Linked DNA regions of Capsicum annuum: region 2 is linked to region 1. A link is a contact called in public Hi-C data. All regions are on one chromosome and are shown on one strand. Each heading gives the region's core, a stretch centred on a gene start, on an enhancer-like site or on the middle of the called end of the contact. The rest is flanking DNA. Distances are from core to core; before and after follow the strand shown.

What was found. Hi-C and Micro-C count contacts between places; a contact is called where the count stands out from the background.
Region 2: a Hi-C map of placenta shows a contact between it and region 1, with 2.2 times the contacts expected there. The contact joins the enhancer-like site here to the promoter of LOC107848174 in region 1. A contact is called at or near these places in 2 of 5 Hi-C or Micro-C datasets (leaf and placenta).

Annotation. Positions count from the first base shown.
Region 1 is chr11:32,253,067-32,257,759 of UCD10Xv1.1, forward strand. It overlaps LOC107848174 (pentatricopeptide repeat-containing protein At1g59720, chloroplastic/mitochondrial), which reads left to right and starts at 2,032. Exons shown (of 1, transcript XM_016692874.2): 1 at 2,032-4,034. The coding sequence starts at 2,159. The coding sequence ends at 3,964. LOC107848173 reads right to left here. Exons shown (of 6, transcript XM_016692873.2): 5 at 4,439-4,693; 6 at 4,085-4,328. The coding sequence ends at 4,452.
Region 2 is chr11:32,286,200-32,290,892 of UCD10Xv1.1, forward strand. No RefSeq gene overlaps it. Among protein-coding and RNA genes, the nearest start is that of LOC107848173, 25 kb to the left of the region's middle. Within about 2 kb of position 2,847, at least 5 of the 5 cell types and tissues checked have an H3K27ac peak or open chromatin away from gene starts, as enhancers often do. A contact at or near this core is called in leaf, where this site is marked.

The DNA of each region.
Region 1 (4,693 bases), core at 782-3,281:
AGGTAAAGTAGCAAAAAGACTTGGAATGGTTAATGTCGTTGATATTGTAGAGGTGGAATCTGAAAGTTGAGAAGAATTTGATTCCATGGTAGGCTCCGGTACCATATTACAGGATGAGATAATTGAGAGAATTTTGTATATTTTCTATTGAGTAGGATAACTGAATATATACACGGTTGTTTACAACAAACTGCAAAAAAAAATAGGGAGATAGTATAGCTAGCGTAAAACACTAACCCATATATCCTAAAATGTAGCTAATTGAACTTATCTATCCTACTTTATTTCTAACATACATTAACACTCACACCTCAAAAGCTAACTCAAAGAGAGAAGGACTATTCAAGCCTTTATCATCACTTGAAATTTCTTTTCTCATTCTTTAATACTCCCTCCGTTTCAAAAAGAATGACCTACTTTTCTTTTTAGTCCGTTTCAAAAAGAATGACCCCTTTCCTTTTTTGTCAATACTTTAATTTCTATTTTCCACATGGCATATTTAAGACCACACGATTGAAGGACATTTTGGTACATTTGACACAACTTTAATTTAAGGCCACAAGATTCAAAAGTTTTCTTTATTTACTTAAACATTGTACCAAGTCAAAGTAGGTCATTCTTTTTTAAACGGAGGGAGTAGCAAAAACGTTTATTTGGGCATTCACATATACTTTTTGAGAGAATTAGTTAAAAGAACTCCTTAATTATTTAATTATCATTATTTTGTTGGGTAGTGTTCTTGTAACTCCATTACTACAACTCTTTTAAATTTATGTTTTAAAAAATCTGATTGAATATATAAAAAAAAAATGTATGGGATAAATTTTTAAAAGGCACATGTGAAAAAGGTCAAAAAATCAACACAGAATCAAACACAAAGAAGAGTAAAAGGAAAAAATAATACAAAAGCAACACGGAAGCAAAATTAGATTTGTTCTTGAAATGTTATTTGCTTTTTCAATTGAGATGAAACGATACTTTGAATCAAAGTTTAATCAAAAATATAAAGGTATATTATCTCCTGCTTCAACTGATAAATCCAACTAAAATAGCTATATCGTCAATTCAAAGGAGAAAAATGAATTTGAATATAATGTAAGAAAACTCTGTAACAATGATTTGCCCAGAAGGAAACGAAGAAGCTCAACCTCTCCAACTGTTTTGAAACATCTCAAAATATGATGTCATAGACATAAGAACTTCTACAATTTTATACAAGTCTGAATATGTTAATACACTAGCTGAACTGAAAGATAAGAAAATAAAATAGAGAAAAGAAAAGAGTCCACCTAACATAAGAGCTAAGAACAATCGAAGGGGTTAATTTAAATAATGAAAACACAAAATGAGGATTATTTAAGGAGCTACTAACCTATTCACTCAAATATTTGTTTCCACTTATGCTGTCACTGGTAATTCTTTGGAGGAGTTTCTGAAACATAATTTTTCTGCTATTAATAATGTTTCCACTTATCCTCCAGCACAACTTAAACCCTTATCCGATATGCTCAGCCATTTGAAAAAGTCTCACATGTTTCGAGAAATTTTAATTGTATAACAATAACATATCCCATGTATTTGCGTAAGTGTTGAATGGTAGAGTTGTCACGCTCCAAACCCCAAGAGGTGCGATTGGCACCCAATGCCTCACTTGATTGAGCAAACTGAAAAACACCCAACCAAATAACACAACTTGTGACAAATCGAGGCCAAAGAGGCCCAAATGACACCAATCATTCATAATACAGAACAAAAAATTAACAAAGCAAACCGACGAAGTACAGTGTTATAATAAAAATTCTCAAATTTAGACTCAAGGACGAAAGGCAACCTTAACCACCCACAGTGCTACAAGAGTGTACACATTACCTTTATCCCATTGAAATAGAGACGTCGATTTTGATAGACCTTTCAAATAAAACATATTCAACCAATTTGGAAAAGAGAATACAAAAATAAGAATAATAACAATAACAAATTAACACGGAGTGAAGCGCAATATACAACATACAAAGGAAAGATCAGTATGATAATAAAATAATGTGATATACGAAGCACACAGAAATATCGGTGATACCCAAAACAACTAAAAATAAAAAGAATAATAGTTCATTGGGCAATTTAAGCACTCACTCTCACGTGGCACCTAGGAAAAAAGATGATTCTATCAACTACACCGCCAAGACCAACAACAACTCTCCCCAACAACACTAGTGAACATCGACACCATATCCTCCAAATCTTAACACAATGCACTTCCATTTCTCAGCTCAAACAAGTACACGCCTATACTCTTCGTACAACAACTTCACTAGACCACCCCGACACACTTTTCCTCTACAGCAGAATTCTCCATTACGCCTCGTTGAATGATCTTGATTATACTTTTAAACTCTTTGGTCATTTACAAAACCCGAATTCGTTTGTATGGAACACTGTTATTAAAGCATGTGCATATAGTAATGATCGTAAAAGTGAAGCGTTTCTGATTTTTCATCAAATGGTCAAGAATCTTGAGCCTGATAAGCATACTTTCCCGTTTGTGCTTAAGGCTTGCGCTTATCTTTTCGCGCTTTCAGAAGGGAAACAGGCACATGGGGTTGCTTTGAAACTTGGGTTTGGTTCGGATGTGTATGTGAATAACAGTTTGGTTCATTTTTATTCGAGTTGTGGGTGTTTGAAGGATGCGCGGAAGGTGTTTGCTAAAATGCCTGAGAGAAGTTTGGTTTCGTGGAATGTTATGATTGACGGTTTGGTTAAGTCGGGTGAGTTTGAAAATGCGTTGAGAATGTTTGAGGAGATGCAGAAGGTGTTTGAGCCTGATGGGTATACGATGCAGAGTGTTCTTGATGCTTGTGCGGGGTTGGGTGCGTTGTCGTTAGGGATGTGGGCTCATGCTTATCTTTTGCAGAAGTATGAGAGCTATTTGGATTTTGATTTGCTTGTGAATAATTGTTTGATTAATATGTATTGTAAATGTGGTTCGTTGGATATAGCTGTTCAGGTTTTCGAGAAGATGAGTAGACGTGATTTGAATTCTTGGAACTCAATGATATTAGGATTTGCAATGCACGGGGATGTTGATCGAGTGTTTCGTTGTTTTAACCAAATGGTTAGTAAAAGAGTAATGCCTGATTCGATCACATTTGTTGGTGTATTGAGTTCTTGTAATCATAGGGGCTTGGTCGATGAGGGTCGTAGATATTTTGATAAAATGTTTTCCGAGTATAAGATTAGGCCTGTCTTAGAGCATTATGGTTGCCTAGTTGACCTTCTGGCACGTGCGGGGCATATTGATAAAGCTCTTGATGTTGTGTCAAACATGCCAATGAAACCTGATGCAGCAATATGGAGGAGTCTTCTTGATGGTTGCTGCAAGAAAAATGCTGACATAGAGTTCAGTGAAGAAGTGGCTGGGAAAGTAATTGAGTTGGAAGGTAGTGATACTAGCGGAGTTTATGTTCTTCTGTCAAGAGTATATGCAACTGCTAACCGATGGGACGAGGCTGGAATGATTAGGAAATTGATGACCGATAAGGGTATTAGAAAAGATCCAGGTTGTAGTTCCATTGAGATTAATGGCGGTTTCCATGAATTTTTCGCTGGAGATACTTCTCATTTGCATACTAGAGAAATTTACGAGTTTTTGGATGTTATAGAAGAAAGACTCAAATCAGCAGGATATGTTCCTGACCTGTCACAAGCATCAACAGTTGATGAACTTGATAATGGGAAGAGACAGTCACTTAAACTGCACAGTGAGAGACTTGCCATTGCTTATGGACTTCTGAAACTAAAACCAGGTACTCCGTTACGCATTTTCAAGAATTTGCGTATATGCAGTGACTGTCACAATGTAACCAAATTGATTTCAAAAGTCTTTGATGTTGAAATTATTGTTAGAGATCGTGTACGGTTTCATCACTTTAGGAATGGGTCCTGTACCTGCAAGGATTATTGGTGAAAACTCAAAATTATGTATACAAACATTTATAAATTCAATTGTCAATTCATACGCTTCTATCTTGGACTGCTAAATTACCCTTTGTATGTTGAAGATTTATATACATGAAATACCACCCCAATCAAAAATATAATTCTAATTAATATGGCTCGAAACTTTTATTTCCAAACTTAGCATAATTTCCTTGATCATCAGACAGAGAACGAAATTCTAGAAATATAAACCATATAATAGGTAGGTATTCTTCAAACTTTATCTAATAACTACTATGTAAATTAAGTTTTCAGTCTCTATAGAATTGGTTGAAGGAGCTTTATTCCCCATGAAAATATTTTCACTCTAGGTCTCAAGTTGTAGCCTATACCTGCAAACAAGAAATTGAAAAAAATATCATGGCATCAAAATACAACCTCCAAATATCAAAGAAAGCATCAGCTCAATTGATTTCATAACATTCATAAGCAATTGAATTACCGTTGTTTTCAAACTAATTCTTGCGTTTTGGAGAATCCTTCTTCAAGTGTCCCTTCTCGTTGCAAAAGAAGCACTTCAGGTTTCCATGATTCGGTGATTTCTTTCCCTTTTGTTTCCCTTCATTTGGTCCTATTCCTTTATAATCTTGTGATACTAAGTGAACAGATAGCAATCCTTCTCTCTTTAACCGTTCCTCCTCTTGAACACACATTACAATGAGTTCATCCACGGTCCATTTCTCCTTATTTGTGTTAT
Region 2 (4,693 bases), core at 1,597-4,096, 34 kb after region 1:
CACAGATGAAGAATATGCATACAGACGGTGAGGAAAAATATACCAATAAAAATATAATGAAAAATGATCACTAACAAATACACTACACCCACAGGGGTGTTCATGGGTCGGTTATTGGTCAAAATTATAGTCAAACCAACTTAGTCGATTTTTAAATTTTAAAAACCAAGCCAACATAAGAAAATAACCGTCGGTTTGAGTCTTGTCGGTTTAGTTCGGTTTGATTTAGTTTTTTCGGTTTATAACTTTAACTAATGATAAAGTTGAAATTTTAAAAAATCAAATCCAATCAAACATAGTGTTGTGCCCTAATCTTGAAACTAAGATATCAATTTAGTGTTATACTTAGGCAAAGCCACGAACAACACCGTATGAATGCTTCTACAAAAATTATTTAGAAACTACATATAAGAGAACGATATAATAAACTTCCCAAAAGGTAAACACATAATTTTTTTTGCTCAATAGGAACCGAAAAAAGAAAGTTCAAAATTAGTGATTATTTATAATCTAATTAAATTCACTTGTAAAATTTCCTAGATAACAAGATAATTTTCACAATTAGTATCATTTGTTATTCAAAGTGTGAAAATCATTTAGAAGTGAAAATCATTTAGAATCTCATAACGTACTGTCAACTAGATGGAGACATATGACTAAAAGTGTTACGGCTAAAGTTAAATTCATGATTAAACTTCAAATTGTAACAAATATTTATTTTTTATTCATAATAATATATAAATAATTTATATATATATATATATATATATATATATATATATTGGTTCGGTTTGGTTATTTTATCGGTTATTTTAGAGTAAAATCAAAACCAAACCACATAAGTATCGATTTTTAAAATTTAAAATCAACCCAAACCAAATGTCGATATTTTTAATCGATTTGATTTGGTTCGCGGTTCGGTTTGATTTTTAACCAAACCATGAACGCCCCTAACACCCACTATTTACACTGTATTTTTCTCTTTGAAGTACACCTTCACAACACAACACACACAAATATGCACTGTTACACACGCACACGTATATAAAAATTAATGAAAGAAATAAGTAGAAGAAACGATTTCCATCGAAAGTCGTTTAATTTTTCTCCCCGAAAATACAAACCCAGTGGTTAACTACTAAAAAAATTCGTCTCATCCTTTTTCCGATAAATTTCCATCAAAAATTCGCCGAAAAAATGTCCAGCAGTCTCTAAATCCATTCAGATCCGCCAGAAATATATCGCCACCAACAGTTCCGACCAACACTCATAATCGAATGAAAAATAGTAAAAACAAGGAGAAACCAATGAGAGGAGAGAAAAGACGAAAAGAAGAGAGATTGAGAAAAAGTGATCGAAAAAGAATAAGATTCATAGTTTCTGAATTTTTTGGTGAGAAACTCACCGAAAACTGATCGAAAATCGACCAAACCACCGTCAAAATCGCTGGTTTCCACCCCACACCACCCTGGGCTAAAAATGGCTCAGATCTGACCCTTTTAGATCAATTTCCGTGGTAGTTCGCCGGTAAAACGCTGCCGGTAGACTGCCGCTACTCTTTTTCCTTTCCTTTCCGCATATCCGGCGTCAAGCGACACCACCAGTAGCATACAACTGGTCCTATCCCCAATTTTCCGGCGACCCGTCGATCCCCTCCCTTCTCCCTTTCCCGTCGTTACTCCGGCATCCTCTACTGCTGCCATAGATGTAAAAAGAAGAGGGAACTAGAAAACTTATTATTGAATACGTATCTGAGAGGAAAAGGGATTTTATATTTCTTTTTGAAAAAAAAAATACCCAAGTCTCCATATTTGAGTATAATATAAATTATTTTTATTTAATAATTAGTGAAAAATGAAGTATGAATAAATTTGATACTAATAAAATTTATTATTTATTTCAAAAATTTTCGTGTGTGATTTGTCTTATGATATATAATTTGAGTTTTTTTAATTGAAAGAGATTAAATTTTGGAGGTAATATTAAATTTAGCGTAATATAGGTAGATTTTTTATATTTTATTATTTTATTAATAGAATTTAATAATTATTTATTGATTTAATTAATTATGTTAAATGAATTTCGCTTTAATTTATTATCAAGAATTTAGATAAATTTTAGACGCGTTTTAAAATATTCATCTCACTTAAGAATGCGGCATACACATCTTTTTGAGACATTTTAAAATTCAAGGATGCAATAATGCACCTTGACAAATATTTTTCTAAAATTAACTTTTCACCGATTTATTTAATATAAGATAATAGATAAATTTTAGAATAAATAAAATGAGCAATTTTAAGCCTTAACATAATTTATTAAAATCAAGATAAGTCAATAAAAGCGACCGTACTAGAACCATGGGACTCGAGGGATGCCTCACACCTTCCCCTCGATCAACAGAATTTCTTACCCGATCTTCTGTTTTCGTAGACCAATAAAGAGTCATTCCCTTTTGATTAGTGATTCAATAAGGTGACTTGAAAAATCATAACTCAATTCCAAGTGACGACTCTGTAAATAAAATAATTTCTATTCAAAATCGTCACTGGAAAAATCCTTCGACTCGATCTTTTGAGTGAAAAAAGGGTGTGACATATTGAAAAAAAGAGAAATAAAATAAAACAGTATTCCATTAAATATTTATTTTAAAATTATTAAATTCGAGAAATTTGTTAAATTAATTAAAAGAAATTTCGTCTTGACTTTATTCGAATTTACTCAATTAGGATTGTTTCATTAACATAAAATAACCTCTCCTTCTTTTTAAATTGGGCCAGCCCTTTCCATCAGCCCATAACATTCAGCAGCCCAATGCATACAAACGCATTGGCTTTTCTCCCAGCTTACCAGCCCACCAAATAACAACAAACCGACCCGGCCCATCCTTTTCTCCCTTAACAGCTTCCAAATAACTCCAACCTCAGCAATTAACGCTCCAACAACCACCACCGTACAAACGCATCAATAACAGCCGACATCGGCGAATAAAAAACTCCACAAAATAACGCAACAGTAAAACCCACTCAACAACATCGTTTACAGCGTTCAATATCAACGCAACTACACCCAGCAAGTAACGATAACCAGCAACAGCAAAATCCCAGATACCCAATTACCATTTTTGCCCGCCATTCAGCCGTCCATGGAAAAAAATAAATGGTTTTCATCTCTCTCAGTGATTGATTAACTTTATCAGGTAAAGAAATTAATTCTCAACAGCTTTTTGTTTTGTCTCACTGTGGACTTCAATTTCTCAAAAAATAGTTTCAAAATTTGGACTTGAAGTCCATATTTTTTCTCTTGAAGAGTCTAATAGTGGTAAGAAGTTAGATCGTCTCTTGTTCGTCATATCTTGATCTATTTGAAGTGAATTTGAATAAACAGTGATCCAGTAGTGAAGGACAGTGAACCAGACCTTCATATTTGAGTGGTTTATGTGAAATTCTTTTCATTATCATTTTTTTCTTTCTAAAATTAGTCCTTATCTCTACCATTAATACGTTATACAAGGATAAAGATTATCACTTTGTTTAAGCTTATTGCAAATTTTTTCAGTAAATTAATTGGTCTTATCATACGTATCCTTCATTTAGCATGAAATTAATTTTGTCACCTTCATTTTCTTTATATCCTCAACTAGAAAGTGATGTCTCTTTGATTGTATTAGTATGAGAAGAGCTTCTTCCTAAATGTTTTAAACTGATTGGTGTCAATATGCATTTTTAAAAAATATCAATTGGATGTACGAGTGACCTCTTGAATTTGGCATCGTGAAAACATGTTAATCCGCTATTTTCTTCCTGCTTTTGCTTCTTTTTAGAAGCTGAAAATGTCATGCGTGCGAGCATATTTATTTTGTCTTCTTTTATGGATTTAAGTATGTTATTTAACATCCTGTATGAAGTGTTCATGTGGAGATACTATAATCTACCGGGATCTTTTAATATCAATGCAATTGGCTTGGTTGGAACAAATTGATTAGACTTGATTAATGTTCAATGTTCCCGAATTTAATTATGCTGAGTTTGCTGAAGTTAAAGAATTCTCCCTTTCTTTGTACACGTTATTAATCCTTATCTTTTCTTTATTTTGCATGAACTCTTCCGGATGAGTCCAATGGGACTTTCCATATCCTTGCATTCGAACGCCGTGTCGAGCCTCCAAAATTGGACTGATGTACATAGGATAGCACAAGTATACAAGCTGGTATACACGGAAAACAGTAGCTGCATATTATCACACGATTTATGATGGAAAGTGAAGGGGAAATAAGCAGTCCTCGACGCTGATAAACAGTGTATATGCAGTGATATATACAAAAACGTTGAGATATATACAGCTGGTGTACATTTCAGAAAATGGACCCAAAGTCCATAATTCAAAGCCCAAAAATGGGCACTTTGTTGATGGGCCAATTAAGGGCCCAATTTCAATTCTTGTATTGTTTATTTGTGCTAACTAACATTTGTAAATTAATTAATCTAGGTCGATTCCCTAAGATTTTGTCATTTTATTTTATCTTTGTTTCCTTTACTTAATTCATGACTTTTTTCACCTAATTTATATTGTTTAAGACGAATTAAAATTGTTTCTTTCGATTTTCTCCTTAAAACAAGTCTTTTAAAAGTGAGTAATTTATTTTAATATGACATTTATTTTTTCATATGACTAATAGTCTATTTGGATTAAA